Regions from separate parts of the Macaca mulatta genome. Here region 1 is linked to region 2. Evidence: chromatin contacts called from public Hi-C data. All regions are on one chromosome and are shown on one strand. Each heading gives the region's core, a stretch centred on a gene start, on an enhancer-like site or on the middle of the called end of the contact. The rest is flanking DNA. Distances are from core to core; before and after follow the strand shown.

The links. A called contact is a pair of places that touch in the nucleus more often than the background predicts.
Region 1: a contact with region 2 is called in a Hi-C map of fetal cortical plate, with 3 times the contacts expected there. The contact joins the promoter of LOC144334715 here to the enhancer-like site in region 2. A contact is called at or near these places in 2 of 14 Hi-C or Micro-C datasets (fetal cortex germinal zone and fetal cortical plate).

What each region holds. Positions count from the first base shown.
Region 1 is chr15:97,452,407-97,460,176 of T2T-MMU8v2.0, forward strand. It overlaps LOC144334715, which reads left to right and starts at 1,399. Exons shown (of 3, transcript XM_077966154.1): 1 at 1,399-1,749; 2 at 3,763-3,897; 3 at 5,454-6,848. The coding sequence starts at 1,399. The coding sequence ends at 3,795. The region is part of intron 3 of SMARCA2 (SWI/SNF related, matrix associated, actin dependent regulator of chromatin, subfamily a, member 2); the gene reads right to left.
Region 2 is chr15:97,224,240-97,231,093 of T2T-MMU8v2.0, forward strand. No RefSeq gene overlaps it. Among named protein-coding and RNA genes, the nearest start is that of SMARCA2, 270 kb to the right of the region's middle. Within about 2 kb of position 3,337, at least 34 of the 40 cell types and tissues checked have an H3K27ac peak or open chromatin away from gene starts, as enhancers often do. A contact at or near this core is called in fetal cortex germinal zone and fetal cortical plate, where this site is marked.

The sequences.
Region 1 (7,770 bases), core at 149-2,648, 230 kb after region 2:
TCCGGACCCGGAGGAGAAAGAACTGACAAGCAACAGCAGCCAGCAAGGCCTTCTTCCCCCTCATGGTGCCTCCCGCTGGAAAGTTTTCCACGCAATCGATCCGAGGACAAGGAGCCCATTTCCCCCGCCTGCCTGACTTTGCAGGAAAGGCGAGCCGGGAGACCGGAGGGGGCTGGCAGGGAAAAAACTGGAAAGCTCCGCACACAGCCGGCGGCAGGGCTGCGCAGGCTCCTTACCTGGAGAACGCGGAACAAAAAGGGGCGCTGGGTTCGCGGAGCTTGGGGTGGCGGCGCGGCCGGCGGACAGGAACCGGTCTCCGAGCCGCAGCTCTAGGCCCGCGCCACAGCCCGCGGCCCGGCCCCCGCCGCCGCCGCTTCCTCCCTCGCGCGCGTCATGTCACGGCAATCAAACATGTCTGTGTGCTGTGTGCGCTTCGTTGCTGTGACTTCCTGATTCTCTGCCGCTCGCGCGCGCACACACACACATTCACAACCACATGCACACGCCACCCCCACCAGCCCTCGCCACCAAACCTCGCCTTGTCCTTCCCGGGCTCCAGGGGAGGGTGCGGGCAGGAGCAGCTGCCCGAGCCGCTGCTCCCGACGCACTGGCTCCTGCGCGCACAACACACTCTCACACTCGCACTCACACTCACGAGCAGACACACTCGCGCCGGCCGGGAGGGCGCGGAGGCTCGAGCCGCGGGAGCTCGCCGCCCCCTCCCACCCCTCCACCCTACTTAGCCGCCCTGCCAAACTTTTTTTTTCCTGCCTGATCCACGTCCAACTTCCCTCCACCCCACCCCCCAAGCAGCCCAGCCAGCCCCGCGCTCACCACCATCCGCAGCAAACGGCAACCCGGATAAAAATAATAATGCAATCCAGGCGGCGGAGGCGGAGGCGAGCGATCAGACACTGGCAGGAGGCGATTTCCCCGCGTGTACCGGAAACCGGCCCAAGTGCCCCGGCCAAGGCGCGGGTGTCCCCTGGAGCCCGCACTGCCGCGCCCCGCCCTGCGCGGTGTAACTGCGCCCAGGCTGCGAGGCCTGGTGCGGGGCACTGAGAGCACTGTGCTCCGTGTGAGCCCTGCGACCGGAGGGCGCCGAGGGGCTGGCGCGCCGGACCGGTTATTTAGGGAAGTGCATCGCGACACCTTTGCAGATGGCATGGCCGTGTTTTGCAACGCAAACGGGAGGAGGGAGGACGGCCGGGTGGAGGGGGAGAGCAAAGGAAGGGGTAAACCAGATTGGGATGGGAATAAAGCAAACTCCTGAGCAGGGAGCGAGAAGGAAGGAGTGCGTGTCATCGTTAAGAGGAGGCTCCTACTCGGTCTCCCCGCCTCCCGCCCTCGCCACCCCCCTATTCCCTCCCCACTGCAGCCCTTCCCCTTCCCGGACGAATGACACCGCCGCTGCCCGATGGTGCGCGGGTCCTGTTTGTGACAGTCAGGCAGAGAAGATTATCGGGATCATGGCCTCCCCTGCCCGCAGCCGCCGTGGCTCTCCCGGGTCCCGGCGCGCCCCTAGCACCCGGACGATCGCAGGCGCCCCACGCCCGCAGCTCCCGCGGCGCTAGCAAGGGGAAGACGCGAAGCAAAAGAACACAGACCCAGGGAGAGGAAGGGCAGGGTAACGGAGCCTGGCGAGCACCTCCGTGCCCGACCTCCTTGGGGGCCTCCTCCCTCCCCTCCAGCAGTGCGGCCCGGGCCGGACATCCCGAACTTCAACACCCGAGCCTGCGCTGCCGCCAGGTACAGGGGCAGGGACGTCCGCAGCGCCCGGGGCGCAGCCCCCTGTCAGCCCCTTTGCCTAAAGGCCTGCCTACCAGTCAGCGTCCCCATCCACGCCGGAGGAAACGCGGAAAGTGGAGGTGACACCTCCGATCAGGCACGCACCGGCCCCGCGGCAGTGGCCGCCGCCTCCTCTGCGCGTCAGCTCGGGCTTCTCCCGCTGCGATCCGCTCACGTCTCCGCAGCCGGAGCCCTTTAAACAAGTCCCTGGGAAGCTGGTGGCAGCAGTGTTCGCTGGCGCCCCGCCGCCAGCCTGGGCTCCTCGCCCTCCTTTCCCGTTCCCCTTCCAACTCTTCCGGGGAGGGTACCTCGGGATGAACAGAAGCGTTTCCATCCTCCTCCCCTGTACCCCAGGCCTTCCCCCTCCAGCTGCCACCCCCCTCCCCCCGCCTCGCTTTTAAGGGGATGGGGGGTATTGCAACCTGGCCGAATGTGTGTGTTGCAACCTTGAGTTGGCAGCGCATCTGACTGCCTACTCAGGATCAAGGCTGTGGTTTGTTGGGATTTTTTTCCTCCTTTGCCCCCTTGAAGTAGTAATTATTACTGTTATTATTAGAACAGCAAGGTTCGGTTGAAACTTTCTCGTTTCTTCCACGGCCGCCTGGGAGCTGTCGTTACAGCATTCCACCTGAGGCCCGCGGGGAGGAGGCGGGCTTTTTTTGTTGTGGCGGTTGGCCCGCCTGTTTGTTTTGGTCTCCTTGCATGCACAATAAATAATAATTAGGATAATAATGAATAATCCCGGGCGAAGGCGGCGCGGTGCTGGAGGGGTTTGCGCGGCGGCTGCAGCGGGGCGGCCGAAGGGAGGGGAAAGAGGAGAAAAGAGTTGTAAGTTATATTTACCTTGCTCGCGAGGAGTGTGCTGGCTGAATCTCTTCCCTCTCTGAGTCACCCAGAGTACAGAAACAGAGGGAGAGAAGACTAGATTATGAATATGACTTCATTGATGACAGCCGTCCCCTCCTCTTCCTAAACTCGGGCTCCGCCCAGCGTCCCACCCTCGCCTCCTCCACGGGCGCCGGAAGACGTGCCGCAGTTGGCCCCGCGCGCCGCTCCTCCCTGCCCGCCCGGGCGCGGGTTGGCGGGACGCGCCTGTCACTCGCCCAGCTCAGCGACTCCGGGAGCGCGGGGGGAGGAGGGGGCGGTGTGCAAGAATGTGGATCGAGACAGCTCTACTGTATGCGTGGATCCGTGTGTGCCTGCAAGGCGCCGGCTCTCGGGCGGTGTTTGTGCCTGGAGCAGAGAAACTGCGCAGGATGCAGAAAGCCCCCAGCCCTGCTGGAGTTGGGCGCCCGCTATCCCTTCCCTGGGAGTCCTCTTCTGCGGGCGCTGCGGGGCTCCTCCAGGGAGACTGGGGAAGGGGAGGAGGCGAAGCAAAAAGGGAGGGCAGCCGTAGTAATAGCGCGTAGTAGTTTGGGGGTATGTGGAGAAGGTGCTGGAATTTAACTGTGCCTCCGCCTGCCAGTGCGAGCCTGCAGAGAGAAAGGGAGGGGATGGGGGGGAGGGCTCCGAGTGGCACCAAAGCTGTTTGTGGCACAGTGTTGACTGTGGAAAAAAACGGGCATTGTCGTGCCGGCTGAAACTTTTTCTCCCCCTTCCCCAAGGCTGTCATTATAAATCTGCCCCCTATTCCCCGTAAAAAAAAAAAAAAAAAAAAGAAGAAGGCGGGCACAAAGAACATTCCTGCCAAATCTGTCTCTTCCCTGAAGGACTGCAAGCTTCCAAATGCCAACGAGGGAGAAACAGCTGAGAGGCTGAACGCCTTATAAATAAGTAAACCCACCCTAACCTCTCTCTTTACCTCGTGGACTAGACACAGCACTATAACCTTCCCTCACCTGCCATCTTCGCTAAAATATTTACAAAATTACGGAAAAACAATCCCTGGGGGCGGGGCTGGCGGGTTAGGGGGTGGCTGAAGCATGGAATCTGGTTTTGATTTAAAAAGAGGAATAAATCTCTTATTCTCTGCAGACCGTAGTCTCTTCCCTCTCACCCCGCATTTAAGACCAATTAAGGCTACAAATTGTAATCTGCTGGCAAGTCGCGGTTTTGAGACCTCTTTGCTCCAATTTTCCTTGAAATACAGTACTTTGGCCGGACCAGTAGGTCAGTGTTTGGTGAGACAATTTTATTTTTAGTTTTATGAAGTGTGAAAGAATGTTAGGAGATTTTAAATCAGGGCCCTATTACTTTAGACTCAGATTAATGTAGGTGCTTGACTCTTAAAATTAAAACTGTTCCTATGCAGTAGTGTTATGAAAAGTATGATTTATCCCTTATTTCGTAATGTAATGGCTTAAATTAGTCATTCAAAGTGCACTGTGACTATCTGGTTGAGGATTTTTCCCCCTAGAGTAAAATCCTATTTTAAGACCATTTTACTGTTGCAAAATTGACTCCATTTGAGCAACTGGGTCTGAAATGCAGTTCTAGGATGCTTAAAACTTCAAGCTGGATAAGTTGAAGACAAGAAGTAATGGAAAGAACGCCAAATGCTGCCATGTAGTAATTAAGAAGCAAGAATTGTTTATATCACTAGTCCACTGCTGGCTGAAGGAGAGCCCACCAGGGCACCATTTTCATGATGGCTAGGAGTGTTGGTGATCACCCACCCCATAGCTTTCTAAGGTCTTATTACTTGCTTGTTAACTTTAGCTTCATCATTTTCTGTCTATCTTGAAGTGAACCTCAAGACAACAAAAGATAATAATACCGCTAAGAGAAGTAGAATATAGTGCGCCCTGAAGGATCCATTGTAAGAACTTGCTTTTCTGCCTGAGGATATGCCGGTGTAACTATTAACTGAGAAATATATAGTGAGAAATTTTAAGCAAGATTAGTAGTGTAGTAAAAGTGTAACATAAATACTAACTTCTAACTGCCTAATAAGTCGCAACTAATAATATAGCCGGATGACCTAGCTGTCTCTAATAAAGAGATTTAACCTAATAGCAATGCTTATTACATTGAGAGTATTAGGTTTTAATTTTTTAGGGTCTTAATTTGTTTCCCTGGCATGCCAACCTCACATGCCAATTTTCAGAAATTGATAACTTCACTTTCATTCCCTTGTGAATAAATGCCCTTTATCCCCTTAAGATTCTACCTCCACTTGCCATGCAAATCCTCAAAAAACAAAAACAAAACCCAATCAGTTAGTAAGTCCCTGGAAAAAGAAACTGTCCATTCCTTCTGGCATTTTGTCAGAGGGAAAGTAAAGAAGAAAATATTCCCTTTGTTATATGTGTATATTCTTCAGCTCATACAAAATTTTGATGTTGTCCTTGGAGGCGTTGGTGTCCATGTATTGTATATGCACAGCTATGGGAATTGAAAATAAAATATATCATTGGGAACAGAGATTAAATATAGATACTGCATCTCCCTCTCCCTTCACGTTGGTCTAAGAAAGCACCACCTTCCCCCATCACCCTTCAAGTCTTTCCTCTAAAAATCCATCTTGTTTGTAGTTTGTACCCCAGCAGTTAGGAATTTTATAAAATAAGGCCTAAACTCAGGAGAAATGAAAAGGCAGCATCATTCACTTGGTACAAAAAGAAGATTGTAGAACATATAGCATGAGTTTCACCTCTGAGGTAAAACGAAATTTAACAATTGAAGTTAAGGAGGAAAATGATGGGGTTTTTTGTTTTGTTTTGCAGAAAATCATACAAAAGCAAATGTGGTTGGAGGGTAAAAGGACTCCAGGAGGCTGCACAGAGTGCTACATTCACACGAAGCTTTTCTTTTTGGACTTTGATGAGTCATAATGTGTTCTCTGAACTTGCTTTTCTCTTTCTAGTTTGGTATCAAAAGATAGAAGTCACTTTTTCATGTCTATATGGCCACGTTCACTTGTTATGTAAGTCTGCTTTGGTTGGCATTCTGTATAGAGGAGATATTGGATTTCAAACTTGATATCTGGATACAACACCCTCATAAAGAATAATTCCATGCACAATGTTAGGAAGCTTCTAGTCCCAACAGACAAACTGCTAATGCTGCCTGAAATGTTGCCTAGCTTCAAACATAAGCAGGTAAGACCATTTAGGCAGTGAGTATTTCATCTTCAGTTATGGAAACCAAGCTTTGACAAATTGAATCAGCTGACATTTAATTTAAAGAATAGTTTAGAATTAGCAAGTAAATTTATTACAGAAATCAACACTCCTCTCTCTCCATTTTTCTTTTTTTTCTTTTTGAGTCAGAGTCTTGCTCTGTTGCCCAGGCTGGAGTGCAGTGGCAGGATCTTGGCTCACTGCAACCTCCGCCTCTCAGGTTCAAGGGAATCTCGAACCTCAGCTTCCCAATTAGCTAGGAATACAGGTGCCCACCACCACACCCAGCTAATTTTTGTAATTTTTGTAGAGACAGGGTTTCACCATGTTCGCCAGGCTGATCTGGAACTCCTGACCTCAAGTGATCTATCTGCCTCTGCCTCCCAAAGTGCTAGGATTACAGGTGTGAGCCACCACACCCCGCTATCTCTTTTTTTCTAATGGGCATGTTCAATAAATTATGTTTTTCACAATCATTCCCCTAAGATACCACCCCCAATTCTCTTTATGATTATATCGTTCTTTAGCTTAAAATCCTTTGTCTGTTCCCAATCCATTTTACGATAAGTTTCAAACTCCTTCGCATGTTATCCTAGGCTGTGCATGGACAGGTCTCTACCAGCGTTGTAGACCCCGCTGCCAAAATGCTTGGGCTCAGGGAAAACCTGTCTACCGTTTGGTTCCTAAGTGACCACATTGGACATTTTCCCCTCTGACTAAAGTGCAGGTCCTCAACCCACATCCTCAAGACTCAACTGTGACCCAGAATCCTTCTAGTGGTCTTCCCTGTTCTCCCCAGGCAGAGGAAGCTGCTTGTCCTGCTCTGCTCCCATAGCAACCAGTGTGCACCTCCATTATAGCACTTGGATGCAATTATTCGTTTGGTGTTGTCCTCTAGATGGTTAGTGCCTGAAGGGTGTTTCGATTCATCTTTGAAACTTCAGCAATTAGCCTGATACCTAGCACATTGTATTTAAAAAAAAAAAAAAAAAAAAAAAACTTTGTTGAAGGAAAGGATGAGAGATAGATAATAAAATTACCTGACATAGAAAATTTAGCAGGTCTTCACTATTAGTAATTATCATGTTAATGAACAACATCAATAAGTGTTCCGAATCTTTACATTCTCTGCCAAGGCTTGAAAAGGCTTGGAAAATGTTTTTGGTTTTTGTTTTATTTTGTTTTGGGGAGGGCAGATGTGGGAAGATGAGGAGAAGTTACAGCTCTTGTAGTTATAGAAAGAGCACTGACAAGTGGTTTTGTTTGTTTGTTTTTAAATTAGGATAGGAGTAACATGAATGCATACATGGCAATTGTTTAATACAGTAATAATAATTATAATTGCAGCTCCTTTTCATTTCTGTTTTAAATTACATGCCTGAAGTTGTGCAGAGACTTGTACATATGTTGTTTAATCCATTTAACCCTATGAGATCTATGACTTCATCTCCATTTTATAGGGGAGGAAACTGAGAATCAGGAAGTAATTTGCCTAAGGCAGCGATCTCCAAAGTGGAGTGACCAAGACAATTCATTGTGATATAGGAAGAGCAGAAGAAATTGTTTCTTTTTTCTTTGATAATTAAAAAAAGTAATGATGCCAGGACAAAAAAAAGAGCTTTATGTGTATTTATTATACTCATTGACCCTTGACCCTAGAGTCTTTACATGGTCCCTAAGTAAACTGGTCATGTGTCATGTAGTGAAGCTGAAGAGTACTGAAAAACAAAAAGCGCCACAGGCAGAGGGGTGATACTGGCACCTTCTGGTTCTTTCATTGTCATTGACATCTTTTTAAGCATTGATACTGCCTCAAGTTTGCAGGTTCCACGTTAAATAAATTCATAAGATTATATCATCTAGGTTTAACCAATCAACTCTCTTATTTGGAGAGCAAGTGGCTTAAAAAACAATTCCTGTG
Region 2 (6,854 bases), core at 2,087-4,586:
AGTATCTCCTCTTTAGGCCATCATATCCAGAAGCACATGATGTCTGTCTGTCCTTTATTGGTGATGTTTGTTTCAATCACTAGTCAAAGGGGTATCTGATTTCTCTACTGTATAATTACTATTTTTTTCACTTGCAACCAAAAGGCAATCAATGGGGAGACACTTTAAGAACATGTAAATTGCTCATTCATCACCAAAATTTTATCTAGATTGAACATCGGGTGACTCTTGCCACAAACAATCTTAAATACACAATGGTGGTAAAATAATTTTTTTCCCCAACTCCAGCTCTCCTGCCACATCTACCAGTTGACACTAGGTATTTGTATTAGCCTGCTCAGGCTGCCATAACAAAATGCCACATACTGGGTGGCTTCAGCATCAGACATTTATTTCTCACAGTTCAGAGGCTGGACATCCAAGATCAAGGTGCCAGCCCAGTAGGTTTTTCTTGAACCTCTCTCTTTAGTTTGTAAATGACATCTTTCTTGCTGTGCCCTCACTGGTCTTTCTCTGTGTACATGCCCCAGGTGTCTCTTCCTCTTCCTTTGAGGATACTAGTTTTATTGGATGTGGGCCCCACCCTATTGACCCCATTTAACCCTACTTACCTCCTTAAAGGCCCTATCTCCAAATACAGTCACATTAGGGGTTATAGATTTAACATATGCATTTTAGGAGGACACGATTCTGTTTATAACAGTATTCTACTGTAAAAAGAGCCATCCTTCTCATACATTTACTTATTTATTTCTATGCTTATGAGTATATAGAATGGATTCTATATACTTTTCTTTTTCAATGGTTTATAATTTGTTACTACCAATAATTATTTTGGTGTTCAAACTGTCCCAGACATGGGCAGGGGAAGCCGCTCCAGCCTGGTTCCTCTGTCCTCATGATATGCCCCTAGTATGTTTTGTACAATTCCTTACATCCTGGAATAACAAGATATTTCAGGCTCTCACTAAATAGAGGAGGTGGTTGCACAACCCTGGGAATGTACTAAATGCCACGAGATTATACACTTTAACATGATTGATTTTGTTATGTGAGTTTCACCTCGATTAAAAAAAAAGTTCCAGGCTTATCTTGCATATTTCCTGCCTCTGCCCTGGAAACATTTTTTCTCTAAGGATCCCTTGTTCCTCTTAGTTAGAATACTACATTCAAAAGCAAGGTGTGACTGTTAGGTATGGCTGCTACCAAGATTTCTGCTTCAGTGGGCAAAGCCAGGAGATTATCTATCTATCTATCTATCTATCTATCTATCTATCTATCTATCTATCTATCTATAGATATATAGATATATATAGATAGATCTATCTATCTATAGATATATAGATATAGATAGATAGATAGATCACATTAATGCATACACTTGCATATATACACATTTCAGAAATTATGAGTCCACAGCAATACCTCCAATTGCAATCCATTCTTCTTACATCCAGGTCTTCTCTTTCTATATTTGTAACTTTCTTCTCCACAGTGAGAACCCTGGCTATCAACATCAATGTATTTACTGATTTGCTCAATACTATGAAATACCTAAAATCATTTCAGAATCCTTCTGTGTCTATGCTGCTACAAAAACAAACCCAGTAAAAAGAGTTTAGTGTTTCTTTAAGTCCTCCCCAACTCCCACGCTACCTAAGTCTAATGGAATATGGTCTAACGTGTATTCATAAACTACTTAGATTTCTTTTTCCCCCCTTTCAGTGTGGTTATTCATTTGAAATACAATTGGGTTTATTTTTTTCAGTTTGGTTTTTAGTTTTTTCTCCTTTCCCATCCTTGTCGGTTTAATCTTTTAAATAAATAGAACATTAATAAACTTCCCCAAATTAAAAATAATACGAAGAGCTATACCATAGAAGTGTTTCTCCCTCTCATATTCCTTCCACCCTGTTTCCCACCTTCTTGTTAGGTGACCTGCTTCATCTCACTTCATTCTTTACTGGTTTATTCCTCCTATATTTCTCTTTTTTTGAAAGATATGCAGGTACATGTATTTCTCCCATTTTTCCTTTTCATCACAAAGGTTAGCACAGTATATATCTACTCTTTTGCAGTTAGTCAGGAAGAAACACTTTCCATGAGCTTTGGAGACGAGCAGCCTTCTCCACAGTATCTTAGGTTCATTCAGCAACACCTGAGTCTCCACGGAGAGCCAAAGCTGATCAGTGAGTCCCAAGCCTACAGTGAGCTGGCTTCATAGTATAGACCTTTCTCAGGAATGCTTCATGCCTTGCCCAGCCAAAAGGCAGCGCTCTACACTGCACTCTTTTCTGTGCCGTGTTGACACCCTGTGGTTTCAATGTGCAGACCCTTGTCTGTCACTGCCTTAGATGACTGTTGTAGACCCTAACCTTTTCGGAGTACAGACATATTATCTAAATTCTCCTTGTTGTCTGGTTCTGCCTTCCCTCACAAAATCAATCCTCCAGGAACAAAGCTTCCTCCTATACTATTTCATGATGCTCAACTCCTTCCCCTCCCCTCCATCTCTCACCTTACCTCAGCAACTATCTCTTCTCTCTCTCTTTCTCATGCTCATGCGCATGCAAACACACACGTGTTTTCTTGAAAGGCTTAAATTTTCCAAAACAGTGGGTGGGGGGGGGGCTCCCAAGGAAAAGGGGTGAAAGTTTTAAAAATAGGTGCTTGCTGGGTAATTTGCCATTAAACATCAGGGCACCATTCTAGTAGCGGGATGGCTCTTAAACCCTTCACTTCCGCTCGCCAGGGTCCTGCCCTCAGCCCTTCAGGGAGGGCTGCCTCCCGACATCAGCAGCTGGGGAGGTGCGGGCGGGGGCAGGGTGCCAGCCAAGCTAAGTGGAGGTCCCAGGAGGCTGGACATAATAACCACAGTGACTGTGGTTGCTCCGCCCCGTCCTCTGGCAACAGCCAGAGCCTTCCCGGGTTTTGCCTTCCCCCGTCCCCGCCCTTCAAAGCTTGGTAAGGTCCACCTGTGGCTGTCCTACAACAAAACCACTTCCAGGAAAAGGAAGGGGTACGTGACAGCCCGAAGAAGTCAGGCTACAAACCGGATGACAACCGTAAGGAAGAAAGAAAAGAGCAAGCCACGGGGGTCCTCATAGGGTTAACACAGCCTGGCGTAAACAAAGGATGAGGATGAGGGCGAGGCAAAATGAGAAATCGGGTGCAAGGAGTAGGGAAAAAAACCTTCCACCCTTCCTTTTTGCATCCAGAGGTACATTTTCATTCCAGAATAAACCCAGCCACAAATGAGGGTAGCTAGGAGCATGTCCCTACTTAAGCAGCTGAAAGGATGAAAGACCCTCCCAATGTCTTTGATACAGGCTGCATATTCGAACACATTTTGAAACGTGCATCTGTGCTGTGTTGGGCCTGGGAACGCCGGCGGCTAGGGGCTGGCTGTGGGCGGGTGAGAAGGAAAACGTTGCCTGGCGTTACCTGCGTCTGGAATGGGTTCCCGGAGCAGTGCTAGGCAAAACCCGGAGTGGATCTTCGGAAGTAAAGCGGGCGCTGCTCCCGGGCTCAGCACCCGGTCTCTTAGGCGCCGAAAGGTCCACCGTTTGCGCACACCACCCCTGAGGGCTAGCTAGCGGTGGGAACCTGGAAGGGGCCGAACATGCTGTTCAGAATAATTTAGGAGGGAGAATATTATTCCTGCTTGGTAGTGTGAAATCACTTATTTATGGCTTCCATTCAGTCTCCGGTTTGCAGATAATCCCCCTTTCTAAGCGGTGAAACTCATGAATGTTGATCTTGCAAATCAAGCTGACACTAGCAGCTTTTGTCCACCGGGACATACATCAAGGCCTGCCTTCTCCCCAGCACGTTTCCCCCCTCCTCGCCATGCGCATCCCAGGCTCCCGGATTCATGAAAGGCGCGCTCCGCCCCAAAGCGACCTGGGGGTCTCTAGCAACAATCCAGGGGCTTGTCTGCCAAGCGCTAGGGCCCCACTTGGAGCGTCCTGTTCAGAGCCTCCAAGACAGGCCCTCAAGACAAATGGCCCCGACAGGAGGAGGTCACCCGATGAAGGGCTGCGGGAGCTCTAGACCCTTGCCCAGAGGCCTAGGCGTTCGTCCTTAAACACGCAAGCCGAGCCAAGCCCGGACAAAACCCGGTCTCCGAGGAAGGAAGCAACGAAACAATCGCACTTATGTAAAGGGAGGATCGAGGAGAGAGAGAAGGCAAAGCCAGCCAGCATGCAAGGATCTGAAATAATGAGATCAGATGGGGGATGGCGGATGTTAGCTACACCCACAGAAGCCATCAATAGAAGAGGCTTTGCTAAAAGTCAAGCCGATCTCTGGTTTTTAGAGTGGCTAGGTGGTAACTCTGGATCCTGCTGTAATAAGATGCTTTTTAATTAATGCTAATGAGCTAATGTTTATTAACTGCTCAAAGCTCCAGAGGAATAGATGTGAACTGCGCACCAAATATGTCTTTGAGTGTTGTGTGATGAACGTGATTGCTGAACGAAATAAGAGTAGTCACAGGCACCCTCATTCTTAGGGATCCAGGCTCATGAATAAAGATATTCATGTGGCCAGGTGCAGTGGCTCACGCCTGTTATTCTCTACTAAAAATACAAAAATTAGCCGGTCGTGGTGGCACATGCCTGTAGTCCCAGCTACTTGGGAGGCTGAAACAGGAGAATCGCTTGAACCAGGAAGGTGGAGGTTGCAGTGAGCTGAGATCGTGCCACTGCACTCCAGCCTGGGTGACAGAGCAAGAATCTGTCTCAAAAAAAAAAAAAAAAGATAATCATGCTTAATTTAAATTGAATTATGTGGCTGTTTCCAAATTGGTCTCTGTAGCAGAGGCCACTCATTGTGCTTCAGAAAGGTACTGTTTACCTGTGTGTTTCCCGTCTTTCTGCTGAAAAGCATTTCAAAGCTGAGGTTGAGCTGCGGGAAGGATACGTTTCCACACACAAGTCTGTACTTTCAAAAATTATCTTGGTACAGGATAAGTAACCAAGAGAGTCAGGATTCCTGCTGGCCTGGCAATATTGCCTTCTTCCCACCACCCCACCCACCTCCCCAATTTACAAATGAAGCTAGGAAGAAGTTGAAGACCTGTGAATGACAGGCTAGTCCTCTGCCTCCTGGTCCCAGCAAACAGGAGCACTGATTCTTGGCCTTTCTTAATCCACTTTCAGCTCTTTGCTGTGACTCTGACCACGATAAAGTTCACAAGAGAAGAGATCATAAAGGATGGTTGAAGTCTAGTTTTCTGAACAGGAGAGGTGATCAGAGTGACCATTTGGGGTTGGCACACATTTCCCAGACAGGGAATATGGCGAGTTAAGGCACCATGGGAAGAATGTCATCCATATGTCATTGTTCACTCTTTTACATTAGTTATGTACTCCAGTCCTAGAATGCAAAGGTCAACAGAATGCAGCAAGTTAACTGCCGCCCTTCTGTGGGATGAATTCTTCAGGAACAGTCTTGACTTTGTCAGTGATTCTTACCTGCATGCCTTCTTGGATCTTGGTGTTTTCTGTTTGTTGGCTTTGACTGTGTCCGGATTGTAGGTTATTTTCATCCATGCAGGCTTCCTTCCCTCTCACTCCCTGATCTTTGAAGAATGACCCCTCTCTGACTCCACGTGGCTCGGGTAAATCAGGACATGTGACCAACACGGAATATGACCAGGCCAATCCTATCCTGTCTTCCAGGAACTGGGATTTTTAATAGAGAGACCCAGGATATAAGAGGTTGAACAAATTATCCCGTAACTACACCCTAAGGACAGGGTTCCTAAGGGTTGTGAACCCTGGAACCGCCCTGTTGCTGGTACCTTCCAAAACCTATTCTTGAGTATTTCTCTCCATTTTGTGGGCTTCAAAAAACATTTTTTGTTCTTGTTTAACTTCAATTAACATATTAATACACAAGTCATACAGAAAATAGCAAGTTTAGAAAAAAATTATTTTTTTGTGAAATATACATCAGAAAACTTCACTAAAGTGTATTACGAACAACTATAAAGTAAATGTTACATATGTGTTTACTACCTGGGTTGGGAAATGAATGTTATCAGTAGCCTAGGTGCCTTCTCTAACCCACTGCATGCCTCTCCTTAATGATAAAACCAACTTGCTTTTCCCTAACTACTCTGCTGACATTCTTGATCATTATTTCCTTGCTTTACTTTACAGTTTTATCACTGAGGTATGTATCCCTACACATGTGCTTAGTTTCATCTGTTTTAACATTTGTGTGAAAGGAAAGAGGATTTTGTCTTTACTCAACATTACATTTGTGAGAGTCATCCATGTTATTATGTGTAGAAGTAGGTTATCCATGTTATTGCTGTATGATAGTCCACTTGTAAACATATCACAGTTATTTATTCATTCCATACCTGACAAGCATTTGCATTGTTTCCACTGGGACTATTACAAACAGTGCTGCTATAAGCATTTTTGTTTATGTCTCTTGATACATGAAATCACATTTCTCCAGGGGAAATCTCTAGGAGTACAATTGCTGGGGTATAGGGTTATGTACATCTTTACCTTTGCTAGATAATGTCAAACTATTTTTCCAAAGTAGTTGATCCAATCTACAGCCCCACTTGCCCTAACAGAGAGTATGAGAGATTCTGTTATTCAACCTCCTCTCCAAACTTGCTATTTTCATCTTTTTAGCTTTTGCCCATCTAGTGACTTTGTTGTTTTGATGATTACCAGGTAACTGATGAGGTGTGCAGCTTTGCATATTTGTATTGGCCATTTTGTTTCCAAAAATGAATTACTATTTCTCTCTTTCTCTTTCTCTCTCTCTCTCTCTCTCACACACACACACACACACAAACACACATACGCATGTGTATATTAACAGTT